Regions from separate parts of the Mus musculus genome. Here region 1 is linked to region 2. A link is a contact called in public promoter capture Hi-C data. All regions are on one chromosome and are shown on one strand. Each heading gives the region's core, a stretch centred on a gene start, on an enhancer-like site or on the middle of the called end of the contact. The rest is flanking DNA. Distances are from core to core; before and after follow the strand shown. Region 1 holds the start of Cyp2d22 (cytochrome P450, family 2, subfamily d, polypeptide 22). Region 2 holds the start of Septin3 (septin 3).

The links. Capture Hi-C pulls out chosen DNA fragments and counts their contacts.
Region 1: a promoter capture Hi-C map of pancreatic islet shows a contact between it and region 2. The contact joins the promoter of Cyp2d22 here to the promoter of Septin3 in region 2. A contact is called at or near these places in 7 of 39 promoter capture datasets (the HPC-7 cell line, HPC-7-derived erythroid cells, embryonic stem cells and 3 more), 8 of 484 Hi-C or Micro-C datasets (the G1E-ER4 cell line, bone marrow-derived macrophages, brown adipocytes and 3 more), 5 of 115 datasets of contacts at active chromatin or transcription factors (bone marrow-derived macrophages and embryonic stem cells) and 3 of 9 other capture datasets (adipose tissue, liver and pancreatic islet).

Annotation. Positions count from the first base shown.
Region 1 is chr15:82,376,803-82,383,343 of GRCm38.p6, forward strand. Cyp2d22 (cytochrome P450, family 2, subfamily d, polypeptide 22) reads right to left here and starts at 3,458. Exons shown (of 10, transcript NM_019823.4): 1 at 3,276-3,458.
Region 2 is chr15:82,265,105-82,272,121 of GRCm38.p6, forward strand. It overlaps Septin3 (septin 3), which reads left to right and starts at 3,698. Exons shown (of 12, transcript NM_001368785.1): 1 at 3,698-3,963; 2 at 6,329-7,017. The coding sequence starts at 6,348. Gm52180 (a long non-coding RNA gene) reads right to left here. Exons shown (of 3, transcript XR_003951511.1): 3 at 435-612.

The DNA.
Region 1 (6,541 bases), core at 2,208-4,707, 110 kb after region 2:
ACAGGAGCTTCTCATACTACTCTAACCTAAAAACTTCCCAGCCTCTGAGCCAGACTATGGCTGTCTGCAGCCAAGAAACATTCCATTGGCGCGTTATGAAAACGCCTTTGTTTGTGGGCGAGGACCCAAACAGGAAAAAAAGCATCCTTTGTTGAGTTACAATCAACATCGCTGAGTGGAAATCACAGTGCCATGGGGGGAGAGCTCGTCTCCCTCCCCATCCTGTCCCCACCCCTTCTCTCTTGTTTTCCAGACAGCTGCAATATTTGGCAACTTTGAAGAAGTTGGCTGCTTTCTTAGCTGGGAGAACCACGTCTGTATGGCTGTCTCTGTGGATGATAAGTAGGTACAGAGTATATATACACTGCACACAAATCTCATTCTCTATACCTCCAAATGATGAAGCTGTCTTTCTTACTTCACTTCTCACCGCCCCCCCCAAATTATAACAGATCAGAATTCTTCTGAAATTCAAATCAAGGTGACCCCTGTACTCTGGTCTACGTACGTCACCTGCCTTGGCCTCTTTCTCGTTGAAGGGACCATTCAAACACAGGAAGTAGATCTGGCCTCAAGGGGATTAATGAATATATCACACACACACACACACACACACACACACACACACACACACACACACACACACACAGAGTTTTGACCAAGCACTCACACTCATGAAGCCTCCTTGCTGTCGTAATGCCTGCTGCTATACCACTCGACAGACAGACAGACAGTCAAACAGACAGGGGGCTCATAGCGCTTATAAGTCTGAAACTCCAAGAAGGTGACAAGAAATGTGTTTGGGAAGACGATCCGATATTGCCAAAAGGCTTTCACGAGAAAGATAGGAATGTCGTTGGCCCTCTGAATGTGTTGCATGACCTCCCATTGCTGTGGCTGTGTCTAAAGGCAGAGACACGAGTGCAGTGCCCACAGCAAGCACGGCTCTTCCCCTGACCTGACAGGTCCTCTTCCTTCACCTTCCCAGAGTGGGAAGGTGCCTGCCTTGTCAGAGAGCTCCAGAGTGACAGTGGGGCTGTTTATAGGATCTGTCCACCCTAAATCTCTGTGGCACGGTCCCCAATCCTACTTTTTGACACTAGAGTGTAGCCTGCTAAGTTATAGGACAGGCAGTGAAGAGACCCACCAGGGTCACAGGCTCATTGAGAACTGAGTGAGTGGCTTCCCGGAGTATGCAACCCTGCAGGAGTAGAGGGGAGCCAGGGGCTCCTTCTACTGGGCCGCACTATATTTCCAATGCTCCCCCACCCCTTTCCTGCAAGAAGAGACTACATCTAGGAGAACTCTGATGGGGCAGTGAAGGGGCAGAAGCCTGTGCGGTGTCTTAGAAATAGGAACACTTCCTTTTTGACAATCTGTTTCTGAGAGCACAAGAAACTTCCCAGCATAATCACTGAACAGGCCCTCTTCTGCCCACTTAGTAGGACCACAGTCTTCCGTTGAGTGCCTCCCCACCCCCTGCCAAGAGTTGTCTTCTCACAGCCTGTCAGGACACAGGCAACAGCACAAAGGGCTCAAGACGCTAACTGCCACATTCCCCCCACCAGTATTTTCTGTGAATAAAAAGACGACCCTGCCCGTTGAACAGCATTTCTGACAGTGGAGAGAAATCTCTTAGGACATGCCTCTTCTCTCCCTGCCAGACAGCTGGATAGGATGAGGGGTCGGTGGTTTGTAGCTGAGTAAAAATGTACTTGGACCCAACTGTCTCAAAGTCGTAACCTCTGATTCATCATCAGCGTGAACTTGCGAACTGTGCCCTAGAGCTTAGAAATCACACACGGAACTGGCAGTCTGAAACCGGGCAAGCTATAGCAGTATAAAAGCCTAACACAGAGCACAGAAGCTGGTGACCCACTTTAGTCACTGTCAACACTTGGAAAACATTCCATTCACTTTCTCTTGAAACATTGTGTTCCATTAAGAATTACTCCAAAACCTTTAGTTCAGCTGCTCTGCTGTTCTCCTTGGGAGCCCCAAGGCAACTCTTTCTAGCTCCTTCAGACAGTCCCTGCAGGAAAAACCTCCGACCCTTCACACCCTCAGAGCTGGGGGGTGGGTGGGCAGTAACACTTTCAAAACTTCAGGGCTAAATACACACGGTAGTTTACTTGTAAGCAGCAGGATTGCATCAAGTTCAAGGCCAGCCTGAGCTACGGTATGGAATCTGGTTTAAACCCACGAAACCAACAGCTGGGAAGGAAAGCAAATCTCTAGAATAGTCTGTTAGTTAACATAGGCAAGAACTGTAGGACACTTGGTGCGAGGAATGCTTGGCTGTTTACAGAGAGAATACTCCAGTGTCTGCTGCTGCCCTGACACCCACAAGAACTGGGTGGGCTGCTGGGTAGGGACAGCCATGATAGAGTACAAGGTATTAACTGTACATTCTAGTTGGTGATAGAAAAAAAAAGGGAATTTCTACACTGAACATACAAGGAATTTCACTCCCTTTTTTTCTATCCTTCCTTCCTTCCTTCCTTCCTTCCTTCCTTCCTTCCTTCCTTCCTGTTTTGAGACAGAGTCTCACTATGTAGCTTTGGCTGTTTTGGAACTCACTATGTAGACATGTAGACCAGACTGTCATAGAAACTCACAGAGATCCTCCTGCTCCTGCTTCCCATGTGCTGGGATTTTGTGCCCAGCTCAGTGTAGATTTTTTTTCCTAATTAAATGGGGGTGGATCCTCTAAGCCAATCACTGACAACAACATCCCAGTTCCAGGGGGTGCAGCAGAGTTTGTGAGGTCCAGGGTCCACTCACCGTCCCCACCCTCTTTTCCCCACCTTCGCTGAGCCCCAAAGGGCAAAAAGAGAGGTCTTCGGAGAGAGGTCTGGTTTGCTTAGGTACCGCCTGTCCCTGATAAGGCTAGAATGCACGCCAAAGGGCAGGTTATGCAAAGGTCCAGGGTCAGGCTCCACTCTGCTTACTATAGGACAGAGATTCTCAGCCCTGCGGCCTGGCTACAGGCGGGTTCCCAGGCTCTGTGTCTTAGGGGATGAGCCCTTCAAAACCTGCCCTCTATCAGACTCTAGGAGGTTCTAGCATCTTAGCCTCAGCTTGGGACAATGGAAAACAGTTTACTCGGAGGCCCTTGGAGGTTCCCCTCTGCCCACTCCAGCCCCGCCCAGGGGGAGGGACTGCTACGCTCCAGTGCCAAGGTAGCCCCAGCGCAGGGGTTGGGGTGGGGGCCCGCCTCGCACCCCTTGTACAGCGAATGGGCAGACCCGCAACCCTGCAACCCTTGCCTTTACCGGTGCGTTCTGAAACTCAGCCGAGGAGAGGCAAGAGGTGTCTGGAGCCTCGCAGGAACAGGAGGAGTAGGAGCTCGAGGAAAAAGGGCAACTCAGGAGGATTCACTCTGAGGTGGAGGGGGAGTTGTGAGGAGCAGCAACTCTGAAGAGGAGGGCACGTTCTGACGGGGAGGAGGAAGAGGAGGAGGCGGGAGAGGAATGGGGTTGGGGGGGGGGGGAGAAGAGGAGGCGGGGGAGGAGGGGAAGGAGGCGGAGCAACTCTGAGGAGGATGATACATTCTGGGGAGGAGGCTTCCACTCTGAGCATGAGGGGGACACTCTGAGGAGGCGGATCCACTCCCGGGAGGTGAGACCGATTTGAGGAGGAGGAGGAGGAGGAGGAGGAGGAGGAGGAGGAGGAGGAGGAGGAGGAGGAGGAGGAGGAGGAGGAGGGGGGGCCTTCCTGGGAGGAGGCACTGCAACGAGGAGGCGGGGCTCTGAGTAGGAGGCTTCAGCCCTGACAGGTCCAAGGTCAAAACCTTGCTATCTCCCCCAGCACCCAGAGAGCCCCCTGGGACTTAGCTTGTGCTCCCAGAGGGATTAGGGACCACAGTGAGCGACAGATGGTTCTTGTGGACACTGAAGACAGAGGGAACTGCAGTGAGAATGTAAAAAGCAGTCATTCATTCACCCTTTACACACACGGGGATCATGCTGAGATTAAGAGTTAATTTTTCATCAGTGACCACAGAGACCGGAAGACCACACACAGGATAACACACGCACATCCTGAAGAACATCATCCACATGTTCTTTGTTAAGAATAAAGAAATGTCCTTCGGGAATTAAGTAGTAAGCAGGTCATTTCCAGATAAATGTAGAAGGTCATTGGTGTCAGTGGACTTAGCATACAGGGCGCAGTAGAGGGAGTTCTCCATGCTGAAACGAAGTGATGCTAGCCAGTTAACTCACAGCCATAGAAGAAATGAGCACAGGGCGCAGTAACAACGCGGTAAAAGTGCTAGCGTGCTTCGGGTTGTAAGGCCTTTCTTTTTGTCTGTATGCCTGAAAACCGATGCATAGAACACCAGTTACAAGTCTGTCTTCATGAGTACAAAACATATAAACATGCTATCTGTGGCAAAGATAGTATAGCGGGGAAGGGTGAGAGACTAGACGAGATGTCCTGTGTCTGTATACTACAGAAGGTAACTTGTTATTCAAATAAGGTTTTTGTAAGTTTAAGGTGTTGTTTTATGCCTGGCAGCTCACTGGTCAGCTATCCTGGGATATGTAATGTGGCAGTAACAGCAAGGGAGACCCTGCCTTAACAAGGAGGGAGATGAGAACGGAATCCCAGATGTTGTCCTTTGACCTCTCTAGATGGCATCTCCCCCAACTCCATGTACACACCCTAACAATAAGTTTTAAAAGATGCTGATTTAATCCCCAAAGTAAATAATGGGAATCAAATAAAATAAAAAAAAATAAAACAAATAAAAAAAAATAATAAAACAGAGATGAAAGGAGGGTCAAAGAGGAACACTAAGATACCACTTACACAAGAAGGGCAAGGGGAGGGGAGGGGAAGAGGAAAGGAATGCAGAAATAAAAAGGAAACAGAAGAGGCGATGTATAGCTGTGACATGAACACTTGGATCAACAGTGACTTGGGGGGGGGGAAGGATTGGTTTCAGCTTACACTTCTAGGTCACAGTCCATCATAGGACAGTCATGGCAGAAGCTGAAGCAGGCACCACAGGGGATTGTAGCGTATTTTTGTAAATGTTGCTTTTTGCTTCCTATTTTTTCCTTTATATTCTTACCAATACTTTGTGAGTTCTTTTATCTGTCTCCTCACAATATGTTCTCTGGCTCTCAGCTCAGCTTCTCCTGGCTCAACTGTCACCAACTGTCTTCTCAGTCTGCTAGCCCAATTCACTTTCAACTGTCTCCTATTTTCACTCTTCAAAAATCTCTTCCCCTCTCTAGCCCTGTTCAGTTTTCTTTCCTCCTGCATCAACTGTCTTCTCTGACTCTACTCTTCTGTTTCCTGGACCTTACTTCTTCCTACTCCCCAATCCTAATACTCTCTCTCCCTCCTACAACTACTCTCTCTAGCTCCTTTCTCTCTGCTCTATTGTACTTGAAATCAAGCCTCCCATTCTGCCTAGCCACAATGGTAGCCACATGTCTTCCATTGTTTCTTTTTCTTTCAAACAGTCTGCCACATTAGGTGCCAAATGTAGCTTTTTGTAAGTGCTTCTTTTTGTTCTTTAATTCTTTTTCTTTTATTTTTAACAGCTACTTTGTATGCTAGAAGATCATTCTAAAATACCATCTTCCCTTTGCATAATGAGCCTACTAGGAGGATGAGTAGAAGCCAAATAACTAAAATATAGTCCAGTTTGGGATCTATGCAATCCAAATATGCATATTGGAGTCTCTTTTCTATTAAAGTTAACCCTTTCTCTTGTTTTGTTAGTGTTCATGGACTGTCTAAGTCTGAATTTCCTTGTAATGTTTGAGACAAATTACTTATGAGTAGTTAATCCAATGGTGGACTGTATCCAATTAACGTCTCCCATTGATTTTTGAAAATCATTGAGCTTGCAGCTGATCTCTTCTTATCTGTACCTTTTGTGGCTGACTTTTTGTTGACTTATTTCGTAACCTAGATAATGGATAGAATCTCCTCTCTGTATTTTTACAGAAGCAATCTGCAGATTCCAACAAGATAAAATTCTTTTTGCTTCACCAAACATTTCCTCTAAGGTATCTGTGTCCAAGTCAGCCAATAAAACATCATCCATGTAGTGGTAAAGAACAGATTGAGGAAATTGACTATGAATCATTTCTAGCTGTTGTTGCACAAAATATTGACACAAAGTTGGACTATTTAACAGTCCTTGTGGAAGAACTTTCCACTGATACCTTTTTGTAGGTTGTGCAGATAGGCACTGTGAAGAAAAAAATTTCCATCATCCTGCTCTTGCAAGGAGATAGTAAAAAAGCAGTCTTAAATCAATTATTATCATAGGCCATGCCTCAGGTGGTAAAGAAGGGAAAGGAATTCCAGGCTGTAATGGACCCATTGGTTGGATTACTATATTCTTCACTTTCAAATCTGTTGGCACCCTCCATTTCCCCGATTTCTTTTTTTTATAACAAATATGGGGGAAGTCCCATGGGCTGGTAGACTCTTCTACATGTTGAGCCCCAAGCTGTTCTTGTACCAACTGCTCAAGTACCTCTAATTTTTTTTTCTTTAGTTAAGGGCCACTGTT
Region 2 (7,017 bases), core at 2,448-4,947:
TAGGACGGAGGCAGAGACGGGAGGGTCCCTGGAGTTCATTGCGCAGGCACCCTAGCTAAATCAATGCGTTCCATGTTTATTAAGAGATTCTCTCAGAAAACAAGAGGGAGAGTGAGGAAGACACCAAGCATTGACTTCTGACCTCTGTATGCAGGCAGATATCCATGCATGCACAACATACACATATGTGCACGTACATGAGCAGGTACACATGGTGGTCACAATCTGGGTTAACAATCTTTCCGGGGGACTTAGGTAGGCAGACCTTCTCCCTCTCGCCCACCCGGAGTTAAAGTATGGAGATCTGAGAGCCTAGCCCATGCTTTGGACTCTGTGTGACTCTGGCAAGACCCTCTCTGGTTTTGTGGCTTTGAGTAGCTTCCCACAGGTTTTTGGCAATCGAAAGAAACCATGGGGGTAAATAGACAAGCAAATAGATTAAAAAAAAAAAAGATTTATTTTATGTATATGAGTACACCATTGCTCTCTCCAGACACACCAGAAGAGGGCATCAGATCTCATTACAGATGGTTGTGAGCCACCATGTGGTTGCCAGGAGTTGACCTCTGGAAGAGCAGTCGGTGATCTTAACCGCTGAGCCATCTCTCCAGCCTGAAAATAGAAATTTTAAGGCTGCAACTGTGTGTGTGCAAACGTGTGTGTGTATGCTTGTGTGTGTGCATATATGTGTTTGTGCATGTGTGTGTGTTTGTAGATCTGTATGTTTATGGCTGAATTCAGCATCCTCTACATGTTAGGCACACCATCCACCACCAAGCTGCCTACCTCCAGAGTCATCGGTTTTCATAGCTCCCATAGAGTGAGGGCAGTGTACAGTAACAGCGCTGGGCGAGACTTGAGGCTCCCCGAGGTCACTCTCAGCCTGAAATGTGTCCATACCACTGCTTACCAAACAGTCCTGGCTCCTCAGCTCTCAGTGTGCCATAGAAGTTTACCTTCCTGCCTTCTAGTAATGGGCGGCTCATCCAGCTTGTTCTGGCCAATGAGTTCTAATTAAATCAAAGCCATTAGTGGCTGGCAAGGGGATTCATTAATCTGCAGTTTGTCACAACCCCTGGCAATAATGACCTGGAGGGCCCTAGAGCAAAGGTGACGTGGGACATAGTTGGTTCATGGTGTTGTGGACAGGAGCCATGAATGAGAAACTAGTTCTTAGTGTCACGGCCTCTAGGGTTTTGGAAGTTTGTCACCCATGCTATCTAAGCCTACCCCTATTATAGAACAATGTGGGGCCCAGAAAGACAAAGAGATGTTCCAATTCACGTGGCTGCAGAACACACAAGTTTGAGAGGTATCATAGCACGCACTCTTTGTCAGGGGGGCCACCGTAAAGATTGGAGTGAAGGTGTCTGTTTTTGGAGGACCCTTGAAAGCGTCTCAGTGTTTGGTGGGAAAATGCACAGGTGCACAGTACCATTTCTGGCCACTAGAGGGCAGCTGGACCCAAGTTTGTAATTGAGGTGGGGCTGCGGCAACCAACTCTGCTAAGCCCCACGTTTGGAAACTGTGGGTGGCCACCAGAAAATAAATGTGGGAGTGGAGAAAACTGGGCAACAGCAAAAGCTTTCTTTTTCTTTTCTTTTCTTTCTTGATAGTGTTTCTGTGTATAGCCCTGGCTGTCCTGGAACTCACTTTGTAGACCAGGCTGGCCTCGAACTCAGAAATCCGGCTGTCTCTGCCTCCCGAGCGCTGGGATTAAAGGCGTGCGCCACCACCGCCCAGCAGCAAAAGGTTTCTGAATGCACAACAACCCTGAATCATCGAACTCAAAATGAATCTGGGCTGTTTCTGCCAACTCTTGTGTGTTAGTATTGAACGTTCGATGTGCACACTTTGACCGACGCATGCCATACACTGCCGAGGAATACCACCTAAAAGCTCACAGACGCTATGGTACATTGTAAATTGCAATGTCTTTGCTGCTAATGTAGAAACATGATGGAAAACGAAGTCAGCATTTTCCTCCAGTTGCTCCTTATTGGCTAAGTAGAAACTTAGCTCAGTCCATGGCTGTGCATAAACCAGGTGTGGCAGAGCCCGCCCGTAATCGCAGCCACCATCACTGGAGGCCCGAGGACACCAGTTCAAGGTCATTTTTGGAAGTTTAGGGCCAACTTGGTATATGTAAGACCCCATCTAAAACAAAAACATCTGCTTCAGCTGCTGTCTGGAGTTTCAGAAGAAGACTAAGGGAGATCTGACTTGGGAGTAGGGTAACACATTTCTAACAATTTCTGAATACAGGCCATTTGCTATTATTTTAATTTATGCAAAATGGCAGTCTGAGCATTGCCAATGATACAATCAAAATATCCATCAGTTCTAGGAAAAAACCCACTGAAACAGCTAAGATTTAGTTTCATAAAAACAAACGAACATCTCTACCTCATTAATATGCAAATTTGCCTTTGTCTTTAACAAATGGTAAACTTTTACGTGTACCAAAGAATTATTTTAAAATAAATTTCTTTTTTTCAAATTAATGTTATCTATTTGGTGTTATTCTGTTTTGTTGTTTCTGTGGCTCTGGGGACTGAACTCAGAGTTTTATGCACGTCAGCCGGGAGCTCTGTCACTATACCAATCCCCAGGCAAAATGGATCAATTCCTTTGAATTATTCTCAGTAAGTACTCGATGTATAGGACTGTATTCTATACCTATATACATGACGCTGAGTACAAATGTCTCGGCTACAGCGGCTGCAGATAGAAAAAATGACAAGAGGTTTGCTCAGAGATGGTCAGTCAACCCTGGAGGGAAAGGAGGCAGACCAGCAGGCGAAAGACAGAGATGGATGGGACGCGGGTCTTGCTCTGAAAGGAGGGAGGCGGGGTGGATTCTAGATCTTCAGGCTGGAAGAAATCACTTCAGGGCATCTAATCTCTAACTGAGAAGACAGCTGAGAACTAGGAGGGTTTTGTTATTGTTGTTAGGTTTGGTTTTTTTGTTTGCTTGTTTTTTTCCGGGACAGGATTTCTGTGTAAAGCCCTGGCTGTTCTGGAACTTACTGATACCGGCCTCTACCTCCTAGTGCTGGGATTAAAAGTGTGTGCCACCACCTCCTGGCCTATTGGACAGGAGTCTTATAATGAGTGGTCAGGCAAGGAGAACCCAGGGCCCCTGACTTCAGCCCCACCCAGCTGCTTGATCTCCAGGAGGTAATAAGGCAGTGTAGGCCCTACAGAGCCGGCTCCCCAGGGTGTCCAGGCTGATTTTGCCACCTCTTTCTTTTCTCAGGGCCTCAAAACATGTAGGGAGGGGAAAGAACTCAGACAGCGCCCCTCCCCCTCCACTGTGATTGCTTGCAGGTTGCCTGGTAACCAGGGCATAGCCAGCTATGGCAACCTAAGGCTCAGAGGGATGAGAATGGGATGAGAAGAGAAGAGGATCCTGGGCCCACACGTTCATCATTCAGTCACTGTGAGAAACATGCTGAGTGATTCTTGTTAGGCCCTGGGACCCAGAGAAGGATAAGATCTGCGTCTTTCAGGACTTTGCTGTCCAATATGGTAGATGGACATTCAAATGAAATAAAATTGAAAAAAAAAATCCAGGTCCTTGGTCATCATAGAATAGTGGTAAGTGCTCGGGAGCCGCCTGTGGCTGGTGGCTATTTTATTGGACAGTGGACACATAGAACATTTCCATTATCACAGAAAGTTCTATTGGCCGGCCAGAAGCTCACTCGCCAAGGCGAGCAGCTCACAGGAAAGCAGGCCAGAGCCCCCAGTGTTGTGGGGTATGGCAGAAAGGAAGTGGCAAGATGATGGGTCGAGGACATGCCAAGAGAACGTTGGGCTTGGCTCCTGGCTCAGAGTGAGTGTTTAGGGCACGTCTGTGGCCTGCACTCTGTGGCTGAGATGCTGTGCCCATCTGCTTACGGGCCTGGCTTTGGCAGAAGACTCTGAGTTTCTCCAGCCTGGCTCAGTCCCTGGCACAGAGTAAGTACCCAGCCAATGGCGTCTCTTCCCACCACGGTCCTTCTCATACTATCATGTGACAGAGCAGCCTGGTGCTGGGGAACCCAGGAAAAGGTTCTTAGCCCAGTGGCCACAGGCTGCTGAGGATCTGCCTCACCAGAGACAGCTGGGGTAGGTCTGTGGATTTCTTTGAGGTCTGGCCCGGGGCTGGCTAGCTTCATACCCCGAGTCTTACTTAGCAGAGGATCTGTCTGAAGCAGGATGGGTCTCAGAGAATGGATTTGAAGGGTACAGTTGTATACACAGAAATCCCAACATGAAGCACAACCGCAGGAGCATGGACACAGATGGCCCTGGGGTCAGCAAAGTCTTAGGTGGTTGCAGAGGGAAAGTGGGAGGGCATGAGACAAACAGGGACATCACCGTTGGAGTAGCTCAGTTCTCTCTTACTGGTGACACTTCTCAAGGGTCCAGTCTTGGAGACAAGGACACATGGGTTATGTGCCATCCCCTCCCTAGGTGGCTCTGCGCGTATAGGGCAGCTCAGCTGGCTGACGCCCATAGCTCTGTAGGATTCCAGAGACTCAGAGCAGCCATTCACTGCCACCCACTCTCAAGAGGCCAGAGCCTCCCTGCCCGGAGCCCAGTCCAGCGAGAGGGACAGGTCAGGGGAGAACTGGGCCCTCAGCTAGTGGACTATGATCAGGAGGCTTAGTGAAAGCTCAAGAGAGGACCCAGAGAAGAGAGGTCTCTGAGCCCGGCCACATGGCTAGCCTCTGGGTGCAGAGGAGTGGGTGGGGTCTGCAAGAGGTCAGCTTCCTTGACTGAAAACCACCGGCTTCTTTTCTGTCTTCTGATCCAGGTAGGTGTGCCTGCCTGTTTGTGTGTGTGTGTGTGTGTGTGTGTGTGTGTGGGTATGTGGGGAGGGTAGAACCAAGGTGTTCACAGGACACGGGGCTCACTGAGGAGGCAAGGATCTAGTGACACAAGAACAAGGTGACCTCAGGAGTTCTGGTCCTTGGGTCTGTGGCTAAGCGAAGGGTGAACACGGTGTGCCCAGGTGCATGTGGTGGGAACAGTGGGCAAGAGAGGTCAGGGCGGCAGGGATATGCCTAATGGAGAAGAGGCAGAGAGGCTGGACAGTTGAGAGAAATACATGGCCAGAGATGATAGGCTAAAGCCATCCCTTAAGGCAGAACAAGAGCCCCCTTGCATCCTGCTTCTCCTGTTCCAAACTTCAGAGAGACGGATGCGATACCACTCTCTACTGGCAGCCCTCACCTCCCCCGCCTCTCCCCTGCCCTCCCCCCCCCCCCCCCGGCCAGTCTTGGCCTGTGGTGTTGAAAGTAATGGAGATAACTTTGTCCCAGAGGCAGCACCAGTCAGCCCCCTGGGGACCCTGGAGACCACCTTGGGGAGTATGGTTCGACTACCTGTCAACCTGTCACCTGTCAACACTGGATCATCGAGCTGGGGACCCCCTTTTCTCTCAACTCCCTGCCCCCAGGCAGCCTTTTCCAACCTCATCCCTGACCCACTGCCCAGACCTCAGAGTCCTTCAGTCACGCCCCACGGATCCAGTACTCTCAGATCCGTTCCCAACATTTCCCCTTTCAAGCTGTCTTTGAAATGGTTGTTCCTAAGAGCAGCGAGCATCAAGTTATCTTGCAGGACCCGAACAGCTTTGCAGCCTCTCCTGGACCCTGTTCACCTTCAGCCTTATCTCTACTCTGCCAAGCAGAGCCTGGAAGTCCTGTGCTGGGGCTTTCAAAAGGAGGCTCTCCCTTCTCATCTGTGGGCTGTCCTTAGGAGCTGCCTGATGCCAGGCACAGTTTCCTTCAGCTGACATCCACCCTATTCAGGCTTCCCCCAAATGTCTCTCACCAGCAATACTCCAGCTCAGGGGCTCTTTCCTAGTGGGGTGCAGGGACTCCCGGTTCAGACTCTGTTCTCAGGCCACCTGGACATCCCACAGTCTCTGACCCAGATACCTGGACTCTTGTTTTCATTGCTATGGTGGTTTCTGCAAGAGACAGGCAAGATTGCCTTCCTCCAGAGTCCTTGAATTCATATGTAACCTCCACAGAGCTGTCCAGGGAGAGCATCCACCCTCCGGAACCAGGGAAAAGAGACAGCTAAACTCCATGCTGGGTTCTCTGATGTCAGGGGCAAGTTGTTTGATGGCAGTGCCTATAATGTGGCTGCAGACTGGGCAGCTGTATGAGGTGTGTGTCAATCTGCAGCAGGTGGAAGCTGTTGGGCCATAGGAAAACACAAACTCCCCTAAGGCCCTCACGCTAGGTTCCCTCAGGCTGGCAGCGCCACCTGCTGGTTGAGAGCTGAGACTTTGTCCTTGTCCCTCCCTCCTCCCTTGTGATTGCCTTAGGGAAAGCTGGACAGCCTGGATGAACCACGCCTTCGCACCTGCTCCTCCGGAGATGCAGCCACACAGGGCTCCAGGCCCCAGAACATCTTTCTCTCACAGCCACATGCTGGGGCACCACACCCACCAAAAGCTCACTGCAGATGTGTCCCCCCTCATCCCTGTCATCAAGAAGACTGGGCGTTTGGATGCCTTCCCCCAAAGCAGTGTCCTAGAGAATTCCAAACAGCCAAGCATTAGATCCAGGGCCTGTAGTATGTCCCAACAGGGCACTGCCACGGGGTCCCTGAGTTCCATGCCTCCCAATAGCTTTATGCCCAGGAAACTCAGCTCTATTTCCTTAACAATACACCAGAATGTCCAAACGCGGCCCTTAGATGCCTCACTTTCTCATTGGGAAGAATTGCCCAGTTTGCACAAGGAGGCTGTCACCCACAGAGAAGGGAGGCTGTCTGCTTCAAGTTTGCCACTCATGGCTCATGTGCCACAGGTCAGGACCTCCTCTGAAGGCCATGGGAACCCAGAACTTACCAAAGCCAGCAGAACACCCACAGGGAATAAACCTCTGGTGTCTTCATGCCTGACTTTACCTTTCCAAGCTCAGTTCATTCAGAGTTCGTCAAGCCTCCCGGGGCCAGGTCCCATGGGACAAGTCCCTTCCAGAGCCTCTCCAGGAAGAGGCAAGTGCAGGC